5 separate regions of the Mus musculus genome follow, and all the other regions are linked to region 3. A link is a contact called in public HiCAR-type and promoter capture Hi-C data. All regions are on one chromosome and are shown on one strand. The core of a region is the stretch at or near the end of the contact, and the rest is flanking DNA. Distances in the headings are between cores, read along the strand shown. Region 1 holds the start of Dlk1 (delta like non-canonical Notch ligand 1). Region 2 holds the start of Atp5mpl (ATP synthase membrane subunit 6.8PL). Region 3 holds the start of Hsp90aa1 (heat shock protein 90, alpha (cytosolic), class A member 1). Region 4 holds the start of Xrcc3 (X-ray repair complementing defective repair in Chinese hamster cells 3). Region 5 holds the start of Klc1 (kinesin light chain 1).

What was found. Promoter capture Hi-C pulls out the DNA fragments that hold promoters and counts their contacts. HiCAR-type assays count read pairs that join an accessible place to other places.
Region 1: a contact with region 3 is called in a HiCAR-type map of astrocytes, with 2.1 times the contacts expected there. The contact joins the promoter of Dlk1 here to the promoter of Hsp90aa1 in region 3. A contact is called at or near these places in 3 of 39 promoter capture datasets (cranial neural crest, hippocampal neurons and pre-B cells) and 1 of 115 datasets of contacts at active chromatin or transcription factors (astrocytes).
Region 2: a promoter capture Hi-C map of pre-B cells shows a contact between it and region 3, with 8 times the contacts expected there. The contact joins the promoter of Atp5mpl here to the promoter of Hsp90aa1 in region 3. A contact is called at or near these places in 2 of 39 promoter capture datasets (liver and pre-B cells).
Region 4: a promoter capture Hi-C map of pre-B cells shows a contact between it and region 3, with 6 times the contacts expected there. The contact joins the promoter of Xrcc3 here to the promoter of Hsp90aa1 in region 3. A contact is called at or near these places in 3 of 39 promoter capture datasets (cranial neural crest, liver and pre-B cells).
Region 5: a contact with region 3 is called in a promoter capture Hi-C map of liver, with 4 times the contacts expected there. The contact joins the promoter of Klc1 here to the promoter of Hsp90aa1 in region 3. A contact is called at or near these places in 2 of 39 promoter capture datasets (liver and pre-B cells), 1 of 115 datasets of contacts at active chromatin or transcription factors (pancreatic cancer cells) and 1 of 9 other capture datasets (pancreatic islet).

Annotation. Positions count from the first base shown.
Region 1 is chr12:109,452,077-109,454,776 of GRCm38.p6, reverse strand. Dlk1 (delta like non-canonical Notch ligand 1) reads right to left here and starts at 1,322. Exons shown (of 5, transcript NM_010052.5): 1 at 1,051-1,322. The coding sequence starts at 1,117.
Region 2 is chr12:111,965,626-111,968,325 of GRCm38.p6, reverse strand. Atp5mpl (ATP synthase membrane subunit 6.8PL) reads left to right here and starts at 1,317. Exons shown (of 4, transcript NM_027360.3): 1 at 1,317-1,402.
Region 3 is chr12:110,695,002-110,697,701 of GRCm38.p6, reverse strand. Hsp90aa1 (heat shock protein 90, alpha (cytosolic), class A member 1) reads left to right here and starts at 1,307. Exons shown (of 11, transcript NM_010480.5): 1 at 1,307-1,450; 2 at 2,022-2,183; 3 at 2,284-2,650. The coding sequence starts at 2,022.
Region 4 is chr12:111,812,455-111,815,154 of GRCm38.p6, reverse strand. Xrcc3 (X-ray repair complementing defective repair in Chinese hamster cells 3) reads left to right here and starts at 1,276. Exons shown (of 8, transcript NM_028875.3): 1 at 1,276-1,330. It overlaps Zfyve21 (zinc finger, FYVE domain containing 21), which reads right to left and starts at 985. Exons shown (of 7, transcript NM_026752.4): 1 at 778-985. The coding sequence starts at 915.
Region 5 is chr12:111,757,456-111,760,155 of GRCm38.p6, reverse strand. Klc1 (kinesin light chain 1) reads right to left here and starts at 1,307. Exons shown (of 16, transcript NM_001025360.2): 1 at 1,114-1,307.

The DNA.
Region 1 (2,700 bases), core at 73-2,572, 1.2 Mb after region 3:
ACAGCACACCCCTGATTCTCCAAGTGCAAAGCAGACACCTTTCTCCCCAAAGAAAATAAGAGCCCCTAGGCCCCTAAAAGTAGGAATGAGGGACAATGAAGAGGTAGCCTTTGACCCCTGGTCATTCTGTCTAGCCTCCCATTTGCAAAGTGAGCTAAAGGGAAGATTTCGAGGTCTCTGGGAAAGCCCAGACAAGCCCACCTGCCTAGCCCACAGGTGAAAGGCTAGATTTTACCCCAAGATTAACCCTAGTTAAACCAGGCAACCAAATCCTACCTCCCACGTTTCTCCTACCCCACACTGGTCACATTAAAAGAACTGCGCAATAGCTCTGCAGGGCCTCTGAGATTCCGACGCTCTTAAGGGAGTCTGACACTTTAATAGACACCTACTGTATGCATTTACTCAACCAGTTTTCGGCCTTCCCAGACAGCCTCCGACCCCCCACTCACAACTATTGGCGCATTGAGGGCTGGGGTCGCTGCGGGAAGGGGCCAACTCTCTCCTACCAAAGACAGATGGCCTCTGCAGACAGAAGTGTCGCAGCCCCTCACCTAGAGAAACACGCCACGCAAGAGGGGCTCCAGCTGTGCTCCTGTTGGAAATTAGGGACTACGACTGCAAAGTCACCCCCCCAAAGCCCCCAAGACCTATTCCTAAGCACATAAGCCGTGACAGACACCCCCAAAGTTGCACCTTAGAACGTTTTTTTTCCTTAAATAGGATACCTCCCAACGCAGTCTCTTTTTTTTTTTTTTCATACCTCCTCAATCCGAGCAACGACACCCCTCTTGAACGCCACTTCTGCCGGGCTAGAAGGGGCTGGGACCCTCCACCTCCCACAAACCCTGGGACCCCGGGATTGGGCTCAACAAGCAAGAGTGGTGCAGGGCGGATGAGGCGGGCACAGTGCAGGGCTTAGGGTTAGGCGGGACGGGCGGGACTTGGGGCGCATGGGACAGGGAGAATGGGGTGGTCGGTGGGGTGGTCGGCGGGGCATCGCAGGCTTCCCCAGAGGGGGCGCAAGCCAAACCGCCAGGGGGGGCTCACCATAGGTGCTGTGGCCGAAAGCCAGCAGGAGCAAGAGGACGCGCAGGAGGGCTCCGGTCGCGATCATCTCGGGGCGGCCTGGGTCGCGGTCCGGGGAGCGGAGGCGGTGCAGGGGCTGCTCCGGGGGCTGCGCTGGGCTTCTGGTTGCGGACCACGAAGGGGGCACGGGCGTCCAGCGGGAAGAAAGCCAGGGTTGCACCGGGGCGCACGCTGCTAAGTGCGGCTGCCGAGGAGCTGCCGCTGCGGCCCGCGCGCCGCCTTTTCGTACTGTCGTCCCCCCCCCCGCGGCCCCCGCCCACGCCCACGCCTCGCGCGCACGGGGCAGGCGCCGGCCAGTCCCGGTGACCCACCCCCTGGCGGGGCCGCCCCCCAGCGCCGCGGCGCCCGGAAGCGGCTCGAGCACGCGGCCGCACTCTTTGGCTAGACGGGTACCTGCGCACGATGGGCACGCGGTCCGCACACAGGACAGCACGCGGCTGGAGGCGGAGGCGGCGGCGCTCACACAGGCCCGCTTAGCGCAAGTCTCAGGAACCAAGCCAGGCGGGCGAAAGCCCTTGCACGCACTCAGAATACAAAAACGCTCACAGACACAGTAAGACACTTAGGGCTGGAGTCCCGCGCACACATGGCGCGGGTCAGAAGCCCAGGAGGACCCAAACGCACACCACGAAGATGTGGAAGATGCACATGATCACAGATGCACACACGAAAACCACCACGAAAAGCCGAAGCCCTCCGACGAGCCTTGCCATTGTGGAGTTTGGGGAAGGTGCAGATGCACTTGCCCCACGGACCCCCAACCCAAACACACCTTTCGGCACAGGCAAACCTTACTGCCTGTCCCTGGGGCACAGGTCACAGACCAGGGCAGCAGGAACACTGATCTGCTCCAAGCAGGGGAAGCGCCAGCTATGAAAAGACTGAGAGTCCTCCTGCCTATGCTGCCCCTCCACGCAGCCCGCCTGTAAACACAGGAGACCACTGGTAAACACCGACGACATCATGCGTCACCCCCCCCCCCCACCCCCTCCTCTCGCAGGTACCACAGTCACAGTCTGGGCCTTATCATTCTGAAACATAAAAGCACTGATTCTTTCCAACATGTACACACCTCGCAGCAACACGTATGCCCAGACCCCAAATCTGTCTCAGATTTGTGGAATCACCCAACAAACACACAAATTACACCAAAGCACACATAATCCAAATCCATCTTTGTTCACCGTGACACATGTCGACAGTTCACCAATATGTTCACCGTCAAATGCAGACAGACAGACAGACAGACAGACAGGCACACACACACACACACACACACACACACACACCCTCACTTAGTGGCTTTCAACCAGGGATGGCTTAGAGGATGGGATGGGAGTGTGTGTGTGTGTGTGTGTGTGTGTGTGTGTGTGTGGGTATTGATTCTGCCAGTGTCCCTGGGGCAATTCCTTTTTCCTGCAAGACCCCCCAGCAAGGGCTCAGTGCCTTTTACTCAGCTGAGACGCCCCCCATGCCCCATTCTGAGGCTCCAAAGGAGGAGGAGCTGAGTGAAGTGATACATTTATTGGGCCAGGGAGGTGGCTCACTGGGTAAAGGTGCTTGCAGCCAAACTTGAGTTTGATCCTTGACTCCTGCAGTTGCTCTTTGATC
Region 2 (2,700 bases), core at 68-2,567, 1.3 Mb before region 3:
CTGAGAGCGAACAGGCACATACTTGGTACACAGACATAGATGTGAGCAAAACACTCATACACATAAAAAAAAAAACTTAAAAAAAAACTAAAAAAAAAAGCAATAACAATTTTTGTTCATTTGTTTTGGTTTTGTTTTCTAAAAACCAAACCAGGGTTTCAGGATGCTCTTAAAACCCTAATCATCTTCCTCTACTGTCCAAGTGCTAGGATTATATCACGACACACCCAGCTAGCATGCTTATTTAAAACATAAAACCTTAGGTCCAGTCCCTAGCGTTCCTGCAGAAGTCTCTGCAACGCTTTACAACAATTTTAATGATAATTACTATGCACAGCATGGCTGCTTAATCAAATATTAGAGCAAAAATTTTTGTAGCAATACAGGGGGAAATGGCAAGAAATGCCAAAAGCCTGGCATAGTGGTGCAGGCCTTTAATCCAAGAAGACAGGAGGCAGAGGCAGGCAAATCCCTGAGTGTGAGGCCAGCCTGGGCTACATAACAAGTTACAGAAAGACCTATCTCAAAAAAAAAAAAAATTCAAGTAAAGAGGGTTTCCCCTTGTCACTGTTGCTTTATTTCCTTTGCTCTTATTGTTTGTTGGAGGGGAGAGGGGAGGAGGAGGGAGTGTGAGAGTCTCACTAAGTAGCCCAGGCTATCAAACTCAATAGACCCACAGCCCCACGCTCCACCCTCCACCCTGTGCCTCTGCCCCTTAAACGCTGGGATGAAAGACCCGAGCCACTATGTCTGGCCTTTGGTCTGATTGGTTGTTTTTGTTTTTGTTTTTTCTTTTTTTTTAGACAGGTTCTCACTGTGTAGCTCTGGCTGTCCTGGAACTCACTAAAAAAAATAGACTAGGCTTGAACTCTCAGCGATCTTCCTGCCTCTGCCTCCTGAGTGCTGGGACTAAAGGTATGCACCAACACACGCGAATTTTGGTTTAGGTTTTCAGGCTGGCCTGAAAGTCACATTTATCCTGCTGCTTCTGCCTCCTGAGGGCTAGGATTAAAGCCATAAACCATGTAAAAGGGGCTTTATTTACTTATTTACTTAAGGACAATTTGTCCGGATTATCTACTGTCCTGGTTTCAGCACTGAAAGTCCTCTGTTCCTGGAAACCCACAAACCCTGGGAAATCTGGTCAGTTTTATGACACCTAGAAACACAGTAGGCTTCTCCCAGCTCCTCCTGGTTTGGACTAATCCCTTCCGAAGCTTGTAACACCCGGGCGACCACTGGGGGCGCTGTGGTGCGCAGGCGCGGAAGGCCGGGCAGCCGGCGTCTGGTGTCTCCGCTCCTTCCGCTTTCCCAGCAGGCCCTGCGCGGCGCCTGCGTGCTCTGTGACCTTTCCCATTCTGTAGCAGAATTTGGTGTTGCCTGTGGTCTTGGTCCCGCGGAGGTAAGAGCGGAACCTGGGCTTTTTGCTGTGTTCCCAACCCGGGGGACTAAGGAGGGTCCGGGACCGGGTGCGGTGGGGCCCAGGTAGATCGCGGGCGAAGGACTCTGCGATACACGCTGACCTTGGGTCAGCCCCTGCGCCGCCTACTACAGGGAGGGTCCACCGGGTTCCCCGCGACTGTGACGGAGAGAGTGCCCGGCTGAGTCATCCAGACTGCGGGGGTGTCCGGGGTCAGTCCTCCAGATCCCCAAGAGTCCCCCAAGAGTGTCCGGGACTCCATCACGCCGAGGGCAGGGATGTGCACGGCGTTCAGTCCTCCACACTGCGAAGGTGTTTCTGGAGTTAGTCTTCCTGATTGTATGAGGGGAGGGGTGGTTGTCAGTCCCTTGGACAGATAAGACTTTGCTCAGACATCAATTTCTATGCGAAAGAGGGATTACTCCTCAAGACTTGGAGGGCCAGGGGCCCTAGTATCATCCTCACAGAAGTTGTCCAGGAGCTAGATTCTAGTGGAGGTCCACTCAGCATGGACTGTGTCCTTGTGCTGACACTTGGATGAACCTGTGTAACTATAGGCTCTGGCAAAGGGGCATGCCACCATCAACTGTGAGCATCTTGTTACCTACTCAAGTTACTCAGGGAGGGATGCAGCTAAAAATCCGTGCCAAGAAACATCACTTCAAAGCCAGTGCCTTCTTTCCATTATTCCACAGGTTTCTTCCAAGTTAGGTTTTGGCAAGGCCGATGTTTGAAAATGTATGAAACCACATTATAAACCTCAGACATGTTCCCCTCTTTACAGTGTGCTGCCAGGTAATAGCTTGCTGTTACTGTCACTTTCACAAACTCTGCAGGCATAGGCAGTCTCAGTAGACAGCCATTTGACCTTCGAGTAGGATGATCTTTTATTGAATCTGGTATTGTAAAACTAACAACTGGGAAATATGGTTAGCCAGAGAAACTTAGGTGGGAAGAGTAGAGGCCACACTGAGTACAGGGAACATGTCACTTGTGTAGTCAAATACAACCAAACTGACCAAAATGGAAGTCCAGGAGCAAGAGACAAAGGGGTGGGGGTGGGGTGTAAATGTACTGGATAGCAGGCCTTCACTGTGTCGGGACTCATGGCAGTTTAGAATAAGGACACAGTGCCAGGATGCCTCGATGCTGAGGAGAACACCAAGACCACTGAAGTCCCTCCACATCCTCTGTTTACCTTTTCCTTCCAGACCCTCCTGTGACACCACATTCTTTTTCAGGGTGTGGGAGGTCAAGACAAGTTTTCTCTGTGCCCTGAC
Region 3 (2,700 bases), core at 58-2,557:
GCTGTGAGCTGCCTTGTGGGTGTTGGGAATTGAACCTGGGTCCTCTGGAAGACCAGTCCATGCTTTTAACCACTGAGCTATCTCTCCAGCCCTTTTCTTTCTAATCTTAGTAATCGTTTTGTCAGCAGGAAAAGATGCGGAAATAGGAAATACAGGGTGGGAGTAACCCAAAGGAAAGGTATGGGGAGTGAAACCGAAGCCTATATTAAAGATAAACAAACAAGGAAACTATCTTTTGGGTCACGTTAATCGCCCAAAGTAACTTCGTATGTACACCATATGAAGGTGCTTCAAAAATCAGGATAGAGTGTTTTATATGACCATTTTTTGACTGCGTGTGCCTGTGCACCATGTGTGTTCCTGGTGCCCGTGGAGGCCAGAGAGGATAGTTTATTTCCAAGAACTGTAGTAACTGGTGGTTGTGAGCTGCCTTAACGTGCGTGTTTGGCACCACTAACTGCTCCCAGCCATCTCTCTAGTCCTTTACACTTATTTTCACACTGTGCGAGTGTGTGTGTGTATGGGCACGTGGGAGACACAGCGCTGAAGGCTAGCTTTTTTTCCCACGCTCTGGGTGGCAGATATCAAACCCAAGCACCTTTACTGGAAGAGCCATCTTTCCAGCCCCAAAATTACAGTAAATTAAGGTAGCACAAATTTGATACAAAATCCCTCACAACGCCCAATTTGAGGGTCATAGCTTTTGGTCAAAGAGAAATCCCCAAGCACTCTGGACGGATTTGTAAGACCCACCGTGTAAGGTCTCTCAGTAAGCCCACTGTAAGGCTTCAGAACACACTCCAGCGGGGTCAGCCCTGAAATTCAGACTACGCAACCAGAACCCCAGTCCGGGAGGCGCCCCACCCATCAAGGTGGAAGCCAGGGGGGGGGCGGGACTCGCCTCCTGCGGGGTCCGCGTTCCCAAAGGGAGCCCGAAGGGGGACCTTTTGCCTGCAAGGACCTAAAGCGCCGCAGAGGACCGCGAGGTTCACACAACACGCGCGCGTTCCCATGGGGACGTCCCTTTTACAGAGCGCCGGGGAAAAGAAGCCTTAGACCACAGGGCTCACATGGAGGCTTCAGGCGCATGCGCTGGCCGGCCCGTCCGCGCGCGCGCGTGCGGCCCGGGAAGGCGCCCGGCCCGCCGAGCGTTCCGGACTGCGCATGTGCAGAGCACCTGGCTGTGGAGGAGGGGCTTGCGTTCGTTCTCCGCGCGGGTTCGGCGCGCTCCAGGTGGAGGGGCGGGGCCCGTCCATTGCGCAGGCGCGGGCGCGCGGCCGAGGCGACGGTTGGGGAGGGTTCTTCCGGAAGGTTCCGGAGGCTTCTGGAAAGAAGCGCCGCGCGCTGGGCGGGCCCGCCTCTATATAAGGCCGGCGCAGGGGGCGGCGCGCCAGTTGCTTCAGTGTCCTGGTGCGGAGCGTCACGTCTCGTGCGTGTTCATTCAGCCACGGTGAGTGATGGCGCAGGCGGACTTAGCGGGGGCTTGGGGAGCAGGGCCGTAGGTTGCTGGCGCCGCGGCGGCAGCGGGGCCACCATCCGAGTTCCCTCAGCCCGCGGAGGTGGGCGGCCATGGCTTCCGACCCTAGGCCCCAGGCGGGCCTCATATCTACGCCCCAGGCCGGGGATGCGGCAATGGCCGCCGAGGAGGAGCGGTGGCGGCGGCGAGGCGGGCGCGGGGCGAGCGAAGCGAGGGTTGGGCTGTCGCCGGTGCCGCCGAGGCGCGGGCGGGCGAGGGAGGCGCCATAGCGGCGGGTTGGGGGAGGGTGGCCGTTAGGAACGGCGTGCGTGGAGCCGCCCGGGTCCGAACGTCCTCCCGGAGGCGCGCACATGCGCTTCGTAATTACCGCATTCTGAAATGAGGTCATCCCTTTGTCATCCACCCCCCGCCCCGTCGCCCTTTTCTATTTCGTCCCTTTCTTAGTCCAAAATAGAGTCGGTAAGAGACCTCTATAGAGGAGGGGCGGTCGTTAGCACGCCTGCAGCCATTCTGTGAGGCTTTAGAGTCGTCCTCTGTGTTCCAGATGCCTGAGGAAACCCAGACCCAAGACCAACCAATGGAGGAGGAGGAGGTCGAGACCTTTGCCTTTCAGGCAGAAATTGCCCAGTTAATGTCCTTGATCATCAATACCTTCTACTCGAACAAAGAGATCTTTCTGAGGGAGCTCATCTCCAATTCATCGGACGTGAGTATACCACTTGGAGGATTGGACGTTGCTTTCCCTGAAAATTTCACCTTGGGGTTTGCGCTTGACGGTTTTTTCATTTTTAATCTTTTCTTAATAGGCTCTGGATAAAATCCGTTACGAGAGCCTGACGGACCCCAGTAAACTGGACTCGGGGAAGGAGCTGCACATCAATCTCATTCCCAGCAAACAGGACCGAACCCTGACCATTGTGGATACCGGGATTGGAATGACCAAGGCCGACTTGATCAATAACCTTGGCACCATTGCCAAGTCGGGCACCAAAGCCTTCATGGAGGCTTTGCAGGCTGGTGCAGATATCTCTATGATTGGCCAGTTTGGTGTTGGTTTTTACTCTGCCTATTTGGTTGCTGAGAAAGTGACTGTCATCACGAAGCATAACGACGATGAGCAGTATGCCTGGGAGTCCTCAGCTGGGGGATCCTTCACAGTGAGGACTGACACAGGTAGGCATAGGCCAAAAGGAATGTATTCAATTGTAGGGGGTGTCTGGTTA
Region 4 (2,700 bases), core at 27-2,526, 1.1 Mb before region 3:
GTGGTAGTGCATGCCTAGCACTCTGAAGGCAGATCTTATGAGTGCTAGGCCAAGGACGGGGAGGTGGGAGGGGGAGAGGGGAGGAAGGGAAGGAGAGGGAGAAAGGGAAGGAGGGAGAGAAACAGAAACATGGATGAATTTACACGAGCCATTAAGATAGCTCACCAAGTAAAGGCACGTGCCGCCACACCTGAGACCTGAATTCCGTCCCTGGGACCCAGATGGTTTAAGAAAACTCTCTTCTACAAATTATCCTCTGATCTACACACCAGCGCTGTGACATTGGGGACAAAGGCACATACACACATGAATAAATGAAGAAAAGTTGTTTCAAAGTTTATCAAAGTCGCCAGTACTTTCGTTGGTGTCTTTTAAAGATATTTAATTTGCTTTGAAATAAAATCGCATGGAATGCGTGAATTGCTCCTATTTTCTCCCAAGTGGCCAAGCTTTGCAGAGTTTAGAACTTCGAAGATTGCAAACCCTTTGGCACCGTTCCTCCGTGGGCAGGTGGAGGCGGACTCCCTCACCCTCGCCCCACGGACACACTCCAGCCCCAAACTCGCGCACGGCTCACGGGTGAGCCGCTCCACCGCTCCCCCTCGGGCCTCCCCGGGGCTCCGCACCGCGCAGCCAATGACCGCCAAGGAATGGAAAACGCCCCACAGCGCAGAAGGGACAGCGGGAACGCCCGGAGGGGAGCCGCGGCCGAGCGTCCCTAGGACGGAGGCGGGAGACGCCCCGGCTCGGGTTGGGGACCCGGGGGCTAGGACGCACCTCCTTGTCCGGAACCCACTGCGGCTCCTCCAAGCCGAAAGGGCTTCCGAAGGCGCGGTGCTCCGGCACCATGCGCAGGCCACTTGGCGAGCGCACAAGCTTCTTGGCGTCGCGACGCGCGGCCACCCCCGAGGACATGTCTCCGCCTGAGCCCCTCACGCCACCGCCCGCGCTGAGCCCACACAAGGCGCCACCCCGCCCCGCCCGCAGACACGATGACAGCTCCGAAGCCCAATCCGCAGCCAGAGCTCGTAATATGAACCAATCGGAGAGTAGTATCCGCCCCAGAGTCGCCCTTCTCCAATCCGTGCAAGGATCCCGCCCCTACGGCTGGCCACCAATCGGCGGTGAAGACCGGAGGGGCACCCTCGCCCCTCTAGGGAGAGTGTGACTTCGGATTGGCCAATTAGTCAGCCACGTAGGCGCCTCTTCGTTTCTTCTGGGTGGAGCAGACTCGGACTCTGGCCTCTCATTGGAAGAGAAGATTGAGATGGGCGGGGCTTCAGGAGCGGGCGGAGCGCGCGGGAGACTTGCGGGGTCGCTGATCCGGGAGGTGAGTTAGCTGATCGCGAGTGGCCGAACATGGGGTGGCGGGAGAGGACAGAGGACACTGTGGGTTTCGAGCGCCCCAGGTCGGGACTCAAGAACGAGCTTCCCCAGCGGGGCACCCCTTCAAGCCCGTAGCGGGGTTTGAAGGAATCGAACTGAGCGCGGGACCTGCTTTCCGCACTAGAGTCCCAGGCCAGCCACAGCGTGACCACTCGCTGCAGATTTGATCTGTGACTTTTGTTTTTCTTGTGGTGTTCGTAAGGACGAGTCACATTGTGCGTGTAGCCTAGGCTGGCCTTGGATTCAGCAGTCCTGCCTCAGCCTTCCTCGCACTGATACAGGTGTGAGCCACCGCGCGCGCCTCACCCTCTAGCTTCTTTGGGTAATTGGCCAAATCAGCTACCCAGGAGCTTTGCTCTCTCTCTGACACAATTGGACACACTCTAGCCCAGTTGGAGGGATGAGCTGGTGTAACCCTACTTCTCCGGAAGGCAGGCGGCCAAGTGGAGCATGGAGCTCTGTGCTTTTGTCTGAGACACAGGTTCTCAGTGTTGAAGTAGAAGTTGCTCAGTGGCACTTTGTAAAGCAAGGTTAGCTGCCTCAAGGCCTTGGCATTTGCGGGTGCACAGATAGAACCCGCCCCTGACTATGTCCTCTGTCCAGTCTCCACCAAGCCCTGTGATTGCTCTGGTTCACCACTGGACGCTGTAGCGATGGCTTGGGGGACCTTTGAGTTCTGGTGCCAGAGCTTTGTGTCTGAAAGCATGTTCTCCCTTCCCTCCTGCCCTGTGTGGTGTGGTGTATGTGTGTGTGTTGTATGTACATACGTGTATGTCCGTTTGCATCCGTACTGATGTGTGTGCGTGTGTGGAAGGCAGATGTCTGACATATATTCCTCCATCACTTGCCCTACGAACCCAAAGTCCACAGATTCAGCCTGTCGGCCTGCTCTGAGGAACTTGTCTCTGCCTTCTGAGCCCTGGGATTACTGGCAGCCCACCAAACCTGCCCAGCACCAGATCTCACGTCCTCGGCCTCCTCAAACTTGGCTCCTGAGCCACTCCACCCCATCCTTAGTGCCTCTTGGCACTGTCATTTGAACCCATTGCAGTGTACTGTAGGACACGCCTTTCCTCACACTGGCCTGGTGCTGTCCCCTCCGGGCCCCTTTCGGGAGACTTTCTCTGTGCTTTCTGGTACGGTGGAGCTGCCTCTTCTGTTGTTCTCTGACCAGGTTCAATTTCTCCCACCATCCTTCAAAATCCCAAACTCACAAAAAGCTGGGGAATGCTGAGCAAGACCCCTCTATGCCCCAGGAAGTTGAAGGGGAGCAGCAAGGGGCAGCTACCTTGTCCCACCCCCCCCACCCCCACA
Region 5 (2,700 bases), core at 58-2,557, 1.1 Mb before region 3:
ATATTACTTTATTAACACCTTAATTTTTTTTTACGGGAAGGGGGCTCCACATGTAACAAGGAAAAGCACTCCAGGCCGGGCACATTCAGGTCACAGGGAGATTCCACACCCGGCCACTGAAAGAAAGAGACTGGCTGGCCACTGGCCATGGACCACAGCATGACAGCACGCCACCCAGGGCGGTGCCGGGGAGAGGTGGGGGCTAGAAGGGCGGGGAGGCCTGAGACAAAGCCAGTCGGCTGACCCCCAACACACACACTACCACCACCACCACCTCTTCAGGACCTCAGCAGACAGGCTTTGGGTCCCTTAAGCCCACAGCTGCCATTGGAAGGCCGCCCCCGCCCCGAGGCCCGAGTCAGGGCGGGGCCCTGAACACAGATGGGACAGAAGCCTGAGGGACACAGGAGGGGAGTGGAAGAGAAGGGGCAGGAACAGAAGTCTAGAGTGCAGGCAGAGAGAGCTGAGCCCCAAACCTAGAGGGTCACGGACGAAGAAGGGACAAGGACCTCAACTCAGAGAGGGACAGGCAGAGATAGGACAGGACCCGAACCAGAACAGGAAGGGAAGGGAGAAGAGCCTCAGCCTGGATGTACAGGCAGAGAGATGACGACAAAGACCCCAGCCAGGAGGGGCGCAGCCAGTGACAGGGAAGGGACCCAAAGCAGGGGCGCAGGTAGACAGGGACAAGGACCGCAGATTGGAGGAGCGCAGAGAGGTGACAAGAGACCCGAGCCTAGAAAGGCGCAGGCGGAGAAAGGACAGAAACCCCTGCTGGATGTGCACAGGCTGAGAGAGGACAAGGACCGCAGACTACTGGCGCGCAGGCAGAGGTGACAAGAGACCGGAGCACGGAGGGGCGCGGACGGAGCGGAGAGGAGAGGGAACCCCAGGGTGCAGACAGGGATGGAAAGGCCAGGGAGGGGACTGGGTTCGGGCGGAGGAGCAAAATCGCAGCCTGGAAGGGCCGGGTGCAGATGCGGCGGTGGACGGAAAGGTCCAGAAGCCTCAGCCCGGAGGATGCAGGCGGGAAGGGGTCGCGGCCGCGTCTGGAGCACTGCGCACCAGCCGCGCGGAGCCCGGGGCGGGGCGGGGACCAGGCCGCGCACTCACCGTCCGATCGGGAGAGTCGCGCTCGTCGCGCTGTCACAGGCCGAGGCCGCGCAGAGCCCAGCCGCCTCAGCAGCAAGCGGCGCCTCCGCAGCCGCCCCGCAGCATCCTCACCCTGACCCGCGCTCCGCAGCCTCGCGCCACCCTCCGCCGCCGAAAATGGCGTCGCCGGCGCCGCGCCCGCCCCACAATGCTGTGCGCCGTGACGTCACCCGCCCTCGCGCCGCCGGGCGGGGCTCAGGGGAAACTGAGGCTGGGGTCCGCAGCCCGGAGCTCTCCAGGAGCCTCTCTAATCTGTGTGTGGTGGCCTCAGACCGGGAGGCTTCCCTCGCCGCGCCTCCACCCGTGGAGGACGGGAAGATCGCCAGGCGGCCAGGACCCACCCTCTGCGGCTCGCTCCTGGCCGCAGCTCTCGCTCGACCTCCAGCCTGGCCCAAAGGGCAGGCTTGCCAGCTCAGGTTGCTCCTGAGCCTCGCACAGCCGCCTGGCACCCCAACTGCAGGCCTGACTCAGCAGCGGGTTGGAGGGGACGCTGAGTCAGTGGCAAGGCCGAGCTTGCCTGCCACCGGCTTGGGAACCCTCCAGGTGCCTTTAGACGTTTCCAGAATGGCGCGGTTGTATTACTAACGGGGAGGGGTTGCGAATGCCCACAGCCTCCCCACCTTGGGAAACGCTTCCCTCTTCTGATGGTATTGCCCAGAACCTGCTGCGGTCCTCCACCCTGCACTTATACCTACCAACATCAGGGAGGCAGGTGCTTTTGATCTTAACAAGCAGATCCAGTTACTTTGACCTCCTAGAAAATTCAAAGGCTGGCCAATAAAGGGGCAGCTCCCGTGGGGAGCGCAGCAGCCCATGTTGGCCTAAGGAGAGGCTGTGGGTTCAGTCTTTACTGCAGGCTTCACTTGCCCCAGCACACAAACTGCTGCTTGGATGTTGGGTGTCGCCGGCTCTTCAGCCACTGCCATACATCTGAACAAAGCATATGACGGCCCCTGCCCAGGTGGTGTTGGAAAGAAAAGAGTAGGCTAAGCGGGAGCCCATTTCTTTCCCATGGGTCAATCACTGCCCCTCCGAGTCCTGTATATGCACACACTTCTTCAGCAAGCAAAGGGCTTTTTTGTTTCATCTGTCCCTGCCATTGCTTTGTTCAAGCTTTATCATCTCGTTCTTTTGCCCCTTCAACTGATATCCACTAAGTTCCCAAGGTTCTCACAGGAAGACCCAGGTACATAAAGTGGCAGATGGTGTCTGCTGGCCAGCTCCCATTCCAATGAGAAAAAACAAGCTCAAACAGAATCTGACTTGTTGAAAACAGTAAAATTGCAGGCAGAGTGGTGAGGGAGTGGCACATGACCCAAACTCCAAGGTCAGAAAATTGTGCTGACACACACAGGAAAGAACAGGACCACGGAACCAGCGTAGAACACTCCATTAAATCTTGAGACAGGAGCACCCCTGCTGTGTTGGGGAGGAGGAAAGACCAAGCTAATCAACCCTGCTGCAGACATACATCACTCTCAGCATGAGCATAAAACTCCTTAGCTTGGTCTACAAAGGCCACAGGACCTAGTTGTACTAAGGTCACTT